2 separate regions of the Zea mays genome follow, and region 2 is linked to region 1. Evidence: chromatin contacts called from public Hi-C data. All regions are on one chromosome and are shown on one strand. Each heading gives the region's core, a stretch centred on a gene start, on an enhancer-like site or on the middle of the called end of the contact. The rest is flanking DNA. Distances are from core to core; before and after follow the strand shown. Region 1 has its middle 62 kb from the start of LOC103627089. Region 2 holds the start of LOC103627089 (probable protein phosphatase 2C 12).

Evidence for each region. A called contact is a pair of places that touch in the nucleus more often than the background predicts.
Region 2: a Hi-C map of leaf shows a contact between it and region 1, with 5 times the contacts expected there. The contact joins the promoter of LOC103627089 here to the enhancer-like site in region 1. A contact is called at or near these places in 4 of 25 Hi-C or Micro-C datasets (bundle sheath, ear, leaf and 1 more).

The regions. Positions count from the first base shown.
Region 1 is chr5:157,101,389-157,105,972 of Zm-B73-REFERENCE-NAM-5.0, reverse strand. It overlaps the pseudogene LOC103628591. Among protein-coding and RNA genes, the nearest start is that of LOC103627089, 62 kb to the left of the region's middle. Within about 2 kb of position 2,647, at least 17 of the 20 cell types and tissues checked have an H3K27ac peak or open chromatin away from gene starts, as enhancers often do. A contact at or near this core is called in bundle sheath, ear, leaf and 1 more, where this site is marked.
Region 2 is chr5:157,163,206-157,167,789 of Zm-B73-REFERENCE-NAM-5.0, reverse strand. LOC103627089 (probable protein phosphatase 2C 12) reads left to right here and starts at 1,927. Exons shown (of 3, transcript XM_008647414.3): 1 at 1,927-2,416; 2 at 3,142-3,619; 3 at 3,714-4,476. The coding sequence starts at 2,210. The coding sequence ends at 4,162.

The DNA of each region.
Region 1 (4,584 bases), core at 1,398-3,897:
CCGGTGGTACGGTTCCAGGAGGAATCAAGGGAGGCACATGGCGTCGTCACGAAGAGTGCGGCGAGACAAAGCAACTTCGTGAAGAGTGTGTGGCCGTCTGATAAAAAATTCAGGAGTTGGTCCATTTTAATCATGGCTGAGTGGATAAGCTCTAGTATGTATGAATAGTTTAGAGAAGTATAATAACTCTCTATAAATAGAGAAGAGGGGCTAGTTATGTAGGATTATCTCTTTGGGCTTTATACCTTAGGTGCATTTAAACCATGGTTTGAGGTTGTGAGATTTTGAGGAAGTGTGCAAAGCTGCTTTTTATTTCATTTTATCAGATTCGATTTTGCACTTGATGTATTTTCTTCTTCTCAACCCTTCCTTTGTGGATTTTGAGATAATTCTTGTTCTTGATGGTTGAGGAATTTTTTTGGTGATACTCTCTGTTTGGGACTGCCCTAGAATTACCTTAAGTCTCTGGTTCAAGCAAAATCTTGAGTGTGTGGAGTTCTTGACCAGTTTTGTTCGAAATAGCAAAACCGCAACAAAACCTCATTCGAAACTGAGTTTTTGAATCTATTTTGGTTGCGCTTATCTTTTCCTGATCAAACTTCATGAATCACCTTCTCTTCGTCTGCACTTGCTGCCTGCAAATTTGAGGTCGACCTGATCATTTTCTATCGAGCGGCGCTGCTGCTCTAACGCGCGGCATTGCTCCTCGTCGGCACCGGTGGACTTTGGTCCAGCACTGCTGCTCGTCCCTAAAGGTCTTTGGAATTTCCTGTGAACCTTTGAATTCCAAATCAAGTTTTTTAGTCCTTAGGAGCTCATATTCTTTTTTCAGAAACGTAGTAGGCGTATCCAATCGATACTTGATTGAGTTGTAGCTTTTTGAAGTGTTTTGATTTCTCTAGATGTTTGGATTGGATTCGGGAATCAAGTCACGTGATCTCTAGATTGAGATTTTTTTTTTACCTTTTAAACAAAACAGCTCACTACCGCTCATCGTTTAGGGGCAAACACTTTCTCGTCCACGGTATGAACGTAAATGTAAATCTCCAGCCGTTTGAGAACGAAACGGAGCCTCTACCGGGCACGCCATTTGCCACCCTCCTGCTAAACCCAAGACGCAGATAGATGTGTTGCACCATAAGAATACTAATAAACAAGTAAAGCTGCACTTGGTTGACGGATCCACTAATATTTATCACCACCAGAGCACGCGATAAGCACCGATTGAAAAAGCGATACCGCATGCCAAGGTCAGCAGCGCGCGCGCATCGTGGTTTCCTCCCCCTCTTCATTGCTTGTTCGGTTGCTATGGGATTGGAGAGGATTGAAGATGATTAAATCTCCTCCTATTCAATTTTAAATAGGAGGGGATTTAATCCTCTTCAATCCCCTCAAACCACTAGTAACCGAATATGACCTCACGCTTGTTCGATGACAAGGGATGAAATCTCATTATGAATTTAATCTAGATCTAAATTGAGTGAATCTACATCTCGTACCTAATCGTATGATGAGATTAAATCCATCATTTAATCCATCTATCTATTAAACCTAGTTATTCTTTTTTATATATAGATTCTAGTATAAACTTGTGTACTATCTTTATGGATTTGTTCCATTCCTAATGAGCCGTGGATAAAATCTATGACTTTTATAGTTTAAAAAATTCTCAAACCTATTAGGATTTATGGGCTAGGGCCCAATTAAGAAATTCAATTAAATCGTAGAAAAATCTCAAAAATCCATGTATGGGTATAGCTAGAGAATGATGGAACTATTAGTACCATATTGTTAGTCCAAGTGCAGTGAAACTAGTTTAAATATGGAGGCCACACTCACTCACCAAGTCATGGATAAGAGAAGAGAGAATGGAGAACCACACGCGCTCGCTCGACTGGCATAGCTGGGACGGGGCGGGGCGAGGGGCCGCGTGCGTACGACATCCACGTGAATGGTCCATCAGTATGTATCATCTGATTTGACTTTATACTTCGTTTTTTCTGATTTGGTCATGATTTATATTCAAATTTAATCTGAAAAATATCTAATTATTCAACAAAACTCTTAGATTATAATCTATAATGAGTTTAACCGAATAAAAAGTTTAAATAAGCTTAAATTATTTTAAGATATAGATTGTGACATACATTTGATTTCAATATATGCTAATTCAGATCTCTCCCATGATTTCCGCCATCCCACACTGCGAGGCCAGGGCCAGCGGGGTTAATTGCTGGGCTCCAGACTGCAGGCTAAACGAGGAATTGGTCTTGGTACCGTGAGACGACGGGGCATGGCCTTTTTTTTTCTCCGGAAATCCCAGATGTTTAGAATTCATGCGCACCTCGTCCTCGTCGCATGCCTTCGCTTCCTGTGGTCAGCTACACAAGTCAGTACATACAAGGATAAAGACATCAGGTTCACAAATGAACCAGAACGGCATTCAAGAGCAAATTGCTAACTGGCAATCTAAAGAATACAACAGCAGCTGCAGAGAATAACCATAATAACAGCTAATCTCTATTACTTATTAAGCCTCTAAGAGTAGCCTGCCTTTTTGGCGTTCTGCCTTCCGGTGATCTAGACCGTCCGTGCGCACCTCTCTCTCTGTTGTGCGTTGTCGATCCCCGCGAGCCCGCCCTCCCTCACCCCCACGAGATGGTCGGGAGATCCGCCCTCGCCTTGCCTCCGCGCAACAATCGTGCGCCCACCCCTCATCGCAATCCAGTAGCTCCGGCCTCGCCCCCTCAACCGCGCATTCCCCTCTCCCACACCCGCCTCGTTCGCCCCTACCGCGCCATCAACGCGCCTCCCCCGCCGCACACCCCGTCCTCCCCATGCCGAATCGTGATGGTTATGCTCCCCACCCACGCGCCACGTGCCTCCTCCTTCCCCGCCGCTCCCACCCGAGATGGTTAGCTCCCCTCCTTCTTCTGGTCCCTTCCCCTGCCTCACTGCCAGCCAGCGATGGAGCAAGGCCAAGGGATTCGCCGGATTCACCGAGCGGGCTCTGGTGGCGGCCGGCGCTGCCGTCGTGTCCGCCATTCTTGTCAACCCCCTTGACGTCGCCAAGGTACGCCGGTGACCCTGTCGTTGCCTCTTTCGCTTCCTCTCAACTGCCGCCCCTCAACCCTCGACACTTGCCCACAACTGTCGCCATTGCCCGCTCGCCATGGCACTAAAATAAACCCCCTCTGTGGCCGCCCCGTATCCTCTCGCTGCGGCCGCGGGCTGGGGAGCACGGGCCTTGGCATCGTCATAGCCGCGGGAGTCTTCGGCGCCGCCGCCTCGTTGCTCCTCGCCTACTTCTTCTAGCAGTGCACCGGGAAGGGCAAAGGAGGCCGCCGTCGCCACAGGCGCGGCACCAGCGAGTCGGGCGGTGGGGAAGACGGGAGCTGGTGGACCGAGAGGCTGCGGGCGGCGCACAACCGCCTGGTCCCGGTCTCGCTGTTCCAGAAGCCCATCGTGAAGGTCAAGCTCGCTGACCTGATGGCCGCCACCCATGACTTCAGCACTAGCCACATCGTGGTCGCCGGGAGCTCGCGGGCGGCCGGGGACAGCTTACCGAGCCGTGCTACGGGACGGGTCTGCACTGACGGTCAAGCGCCTGCACTCGTGCCCACTTTCGGAGAAGGCGTTCAGGGCAGAGATGGGTCGTATGGGGCAGCTGCGGCATCCTAACATCGTGCCACTGCTGGGCTTCTGTGTTGTCGAGGACGAGAGGCTGCTGGTGTATAAGCATATGGAGAGTGGGGCTCTTTCATCGGTGATGAAGAAGCCAGGGGAAGCGCCGCTGGATTGGGCAACGCGACTTAGGATCGCCGTGGGGGCAGCAAGGGGGCTTGCGTGGCTGCACCATGGGTTCCAGGTTCCGCAGATTCACCAGAATTTGAGCTCGAGTGCAGTGCTTCTCGACGAGGATTATGATGCTCGGATCACGAATGTTGGGCTCACAAGGTTGGTCCGGATGGCGCCTGGCGAGGGTGGTGATACCAGTCCTTTCCTGAACGGGGACTTTGGGGAGTTTGGCTATGTTGCTCCAGAGTATGCTAGCAATCCAGTTGGTACGATGAAAGGCGATGCGTATGCATTTGGGGTGATATTGTTTGAGCTTGTTAGCGGGCAGGAGGCTGCTGCTGTGGTTACTGACGTGACAGGTGAAGGATTCAAGGGGACATTAGTGGACTGGGTTAACCAGCTCAAGGCTTCTAGTCGAATCAGTGATGCTATTGATAAACCATTGCGTGGAAAGGGCCATGAGGCAGAGATTCAGGAGTTCTTGAAGATAGCTTTTGCTTGCACCCAGCCCCGTGTGACGGAGAGGCATTCAATGTATCGGGTTTTCCACGCTCTGAAGAGCATCGGAGAGGGCTGCGATGTCACGGAGCAGTTTGATGAGTTCCCATTGGCCTATAACAAGGATGATTCAGACGCTATTTAGCTGATGATGCTGATTGCCAATTCGATTGTGGAAATGTTTGGTCAGGCTTATTGATGATATATATATTTAGCCTTGCTATGGACAGACCGGAAGCATAAATGAGTGATAAGAGAACAATATCGAGGCACCAAATCTAGCGCCGG
Region 2 (4,584 bases), core at 678-3,177, 63 kb before region 1:
TATGGTGATGATGACCTTGATGGTGAGTTCTCTACTCCTCTGGGAAGGAGATCAGGTTCTTCTTCTTCAACCCCTCAAGCTATCTCTAATGTTGCATCTACCTCTGAGTTAGCTTCTTACTTAGACAGTGATACTATCAATGAGTTTGATGAGGACTTCAATGTCCTTTCTTGGTGGCATCAGCATAAGTTAACTTATCCTATTCTTTCACTACTAGCTAAAGATGTCTTGACAGTGCCAGCTTCTACTATTTCCTCAGAGTCTACCTTTAGTCTTGCTGGCAGGGTAATTGAAGAGTGTCGACGTCGTCTAGCTCCTGATATGGTAGAGATATTATCTTGCATCAAAGATTGGGAACTTGCTGATGCTCACCTGCAACACAGTGTGGAGGAAGACATAAAAGAACTTGAAGCTGAGCACGACAACCTATGGCTTGATGATCCAGCAACACAATCAGCTAGGGATGATGAAAATGCTTAGTCTTGCAACCTACTGGTCTTATGTCTTATGAGTTGTATTGAACTAATGATCTGTACACTGTAATGGACTGTAATGATTTATAAACTTAGGAGCTGGGCTGCACTCTTTTTTCCTTCTTAGGGTTTTCTCACGAGGTGTGAGTTTTTACCTAAGAAGGTTTTTAATGAGGCGACCATTGCACTAACAGCTCCTATTAGTCATTTCATATCTGTGTTTGTGTAATATCCTGTGAACCAACTGTTATTTCTTGTGTGATTAATTCTGTGTGAATCCTGTGGTTAATTCTGTGTGAATCTGGTATTAATTCTGTGAGAATCTGGTATTTACATGTATTTAATTCTGTGATTATCTATTGGTTTGGGCCAGTGGCCGGCCCGATACGTTCAGGCCCACCGGATAAACGGGCCGGCCCGACACGATTTATACCTACGTGTGCCGGGTTTGAACATGTCCCTAGGTACGTGGGCCAGCACGACCTGATCCGGAGCTTCAACGGGTCGTGTCTGGCCCGGCACTATTTGTACCGAGTTGAAACAGGTTCGGACCGGATCTGTGCTGGGTGGCCGGTTTGGACATCTGTAGAGGATACCGTATGTACGCCCTGACGGAGTCACAGATGTACTGTAGTGGAACTGTGGACCTGCAAAAACAATACGTTCGCATGACGCCGGCCTCTCAATCCAAGCGAGCCGCACGTATACATTTCATTTTTTTTATTTCTTCCGCTGCCCGCATTATTAACCAAAGCAAGGGTTGAAAGAGATTTTCATTTTCCTCTCTTAATTTATTTTTAAAAATAGAAGCAAATGAAATGAGCATAGCGCGGCTTCATGTAGAGCTAAATATCGAACCAGCTCGATTCGTTAAGCTAACGAGACATAAAGTCAGCTCGGCTCGTTGAGCTAAGCAGAAAATAATATATATATATAATAATCAATTTCTAGTTAATTTTAAACTAATTTAACAATATAAAATAGTAATTATTTTTATAGTTTCACGTACCTGTACCTTAACAATGTAACACCAAATTAACACAACTCATAACTCATCAATTCACTAACCCACACTTATATTCGCATAAAGCAATTTAACACATAAAAACAGCTCATTAATCATTAGTTTAACTTCTAGGCCATAGACACCCAACATACATATAACATGTTCATCAACTGTTACGTAAATAATATGCATATGATTTTATTTTGCTGAGATATGATAACTCGTTTAGCTGGCGAGATGAGTCGTTAACAAATCGAGCTAGCTTGTTAACGAATCAAACTAAAATGTCAGCTTAGCTTGTAAAAGAAATCGAACGAGCCGATCAATCCAAGAGCCACGAGCATTTCGGTCGCGCTAGCTCCGTGGGTCGGGTTCACAGTGACGGGGCAAAGACGATATTAAACGACGCCAAAAACTTGGTCAATGTCATCACACTCGAACCCACCCACACAAACCACCATGCCACCGCGGAATCCACCCACTATTTTGCACTGTTTGTTTTTAGTTCCCTTTAAAATGCCGCGGCCGGCGCGGCGCATCCGGCTGCGTACCGGCCCCCTTTTCCACCCACCCGCCCACCCCTCGTTTCCTGCAATTCGCCGCCATCGTTCGCTGAACTTGAGCGCGTCTGCCGCCTGCCACCACCGCTCTCTGCCTCTCTGCTGCTCTGTTCTTTCTCCCGCCGGGGCAGAGGAGGGCGGGGAGGCCCGTTGAGCGAGCCTCGGTCGGTATGGGGATCTGCGCCTCGTCCAAGCGCGTGCGGCAGGAGGAGCAGGACTCCGACGAGAACGTGGTGTACGTGATGGACGAGCAGGGCGGCGGGGGAGAAGGCGAGGACGGCCGTGGCGCCCGCGCGGCGGCATCCCGCAAGGTGGCCTCCCTCTTCTCGCAGAAGGGCAAGAAGGGGCCCAACCAGGACGCCGTCATACTCTGCCAGGTCCGCGCTCGCACCACCACCCCTCCTGCTGCTGCCTTGCCCGAGGAATTCTCTCGATGTCTCAGCTTTTTCTTCTTCTTCTTCTCTCCTATATCTGTTTGTTTATTTATTTTGCTACACAGCGCTGGTAGATGTAGATCTGTACTGATACAGATTTTGTTTGGTACTCCACCGACTGTACTGCACTGCTCCGTATAGTCTCTTGCAGAGGAAAACCACTAGTTTTTTTTCCTCCTGGGTACTCTGTCCTTGCAAGGGACTTTGACGTGGTGGGAGGTCATGAAATTCCAGGAACTGTCCTCTGTATTCTGCAATTATTATCAGGACATACGTACACAGCTGCCACCCCACCACAACCAATTCACCATACAGCGGGGGGGAAATCGTGATGGTTCACTTTCCAAACCACGGAAACGAGTTTCGTCGTCCTACGGATTTCCTCGCGGTTTTGGTTTGCTACGACAGCGGAACAGATCAGAATTATCATTAGTTCCCTGTTCTTGCCCCCTTTATTTTCAGACCCTTTTTTTAAAATTCCCCCAAGAACCAACCAGTCTCATCTGCCGTTTGGGCTCAATTGTCAACGATGGCCACTGATGCTATCATTTGATATTCATCACAAGCTGTCGGCTTGTTGCTCGAGTCCATGCAATCTGAATGCGTGTAATCAAGCTATTCGGTTCGGACCACGATTCTGACGCCCACCGTGCGCTCCACGTCTCCAGGGATTCGGCATGGAGGACGGCGTGTTCTGCGGCGTGTTCGACGGGCACGGCCGGTGCGGGCAGTTCATCAGCAAGCTGGTGAGGGACTACCTCCCGTTCATGATCCTGAGCCACCGGAACGCGCTCCTCATGGGCTCCGACGACGACGACGATGATCCGGCCTTCAGCGACGCGTCGGCGTCGGCGTCGGCGTCGTCCACGGACGGCAGCGGGCAGTCGTCGCCGGCGCCGGCGCAGCTGCTGGAGGAGTGGCGGGAGGCCTGCGCCAACGCGTTCGAGGCCATGGACAAGGAGCTCAAGCTCCAGGCCAACGTGGACTGCAACTTCAGCGGCACCACCGCCGTGTGCGCCATCAAGCAGGGGAAGGACCTCATCGTCGCCAACCTCGGCGACTCCAGGGCCGTGCTGGCGACCATGTCGGACACGGGCTACCTCAAGGCCGTGCAGCTCACCACCGACCAGAAGCCCAACGTGCCCCGTGAGTGTGTCCGTCATAGTCGATCGTCGGATGATTGGATCGTATCCCTACTCCCTAGCGGATGGATAACTAAACCGTATCATGCACTACGCAGAGGAGGCTGAGCGTATCAAGCGCTGCAACGGCCGCGTGTTCGCGCTCAAGGACGAGCCGTCGGTGCTGCGCGTGTGGCTTCCCGACGAGGACTGCCCGGGCCTCGCCATGGCGCGCTCTCTGGGCGACTACCGCCTCAAGCGCCACGGCGTGGTGTCGGAGCCGGAGGTGACGCACCGCCGCGTCGCGCCGGGGGACCTGTTCATCATCCTGGCCACGGACGGCGTGTGGGACGTGCTCAGCAACGAGGAGGTCGTGTCCATCGTCTGCGCCACGCCGCGGAAGCAGCACGCGTCCAAGGCCGTCGCCGAGGCCGCGGCGCAGCGCTGGCGGACCAGGTACCCGACGTCCCGCGTCGACGACTGCTCCGCCGTCTGCCTCTTCCTGCGGGACCAGGACTGGGCCAGCAGCGTCGCCGCGGCCAGGGCCAAGGCGGCCGCTAGCCGCTAGTGCTAGTGCTAGCCGGGGCGGACGGCGGACGAAGCTCGCTCCGACGATAAGCCTGCGGACGGCGATCCATAACGGCAGCTAATGTACTGGGAGTGTAATTAAGTGCTGTAACATAGTGTTAATTAAGCTCTGATGTTTTTGCGAGGAGAGAAAAAAGTCGTTTAATTCTCAGTTTTGAGTTTTGACTCCTGATCGGTGACCAGCTGACCTTGCATGTTATGGTGTCGGACGAAGCGAATGGCTGGCAGGAACGCCGTTTGTACTCTGTGTGGCATGTAAATTGTTACCGGTTGAAGAAGAGTTACCAGTCCAAGTGCCTTTTTTTGTCGATATAAATGTTACTCCTCCATTAAAAAGTATTTTGGTTTTTAAAAGTCAAAGCTGGCATATTTTGATTGCCATTTGGTGAAACAATAAGTATA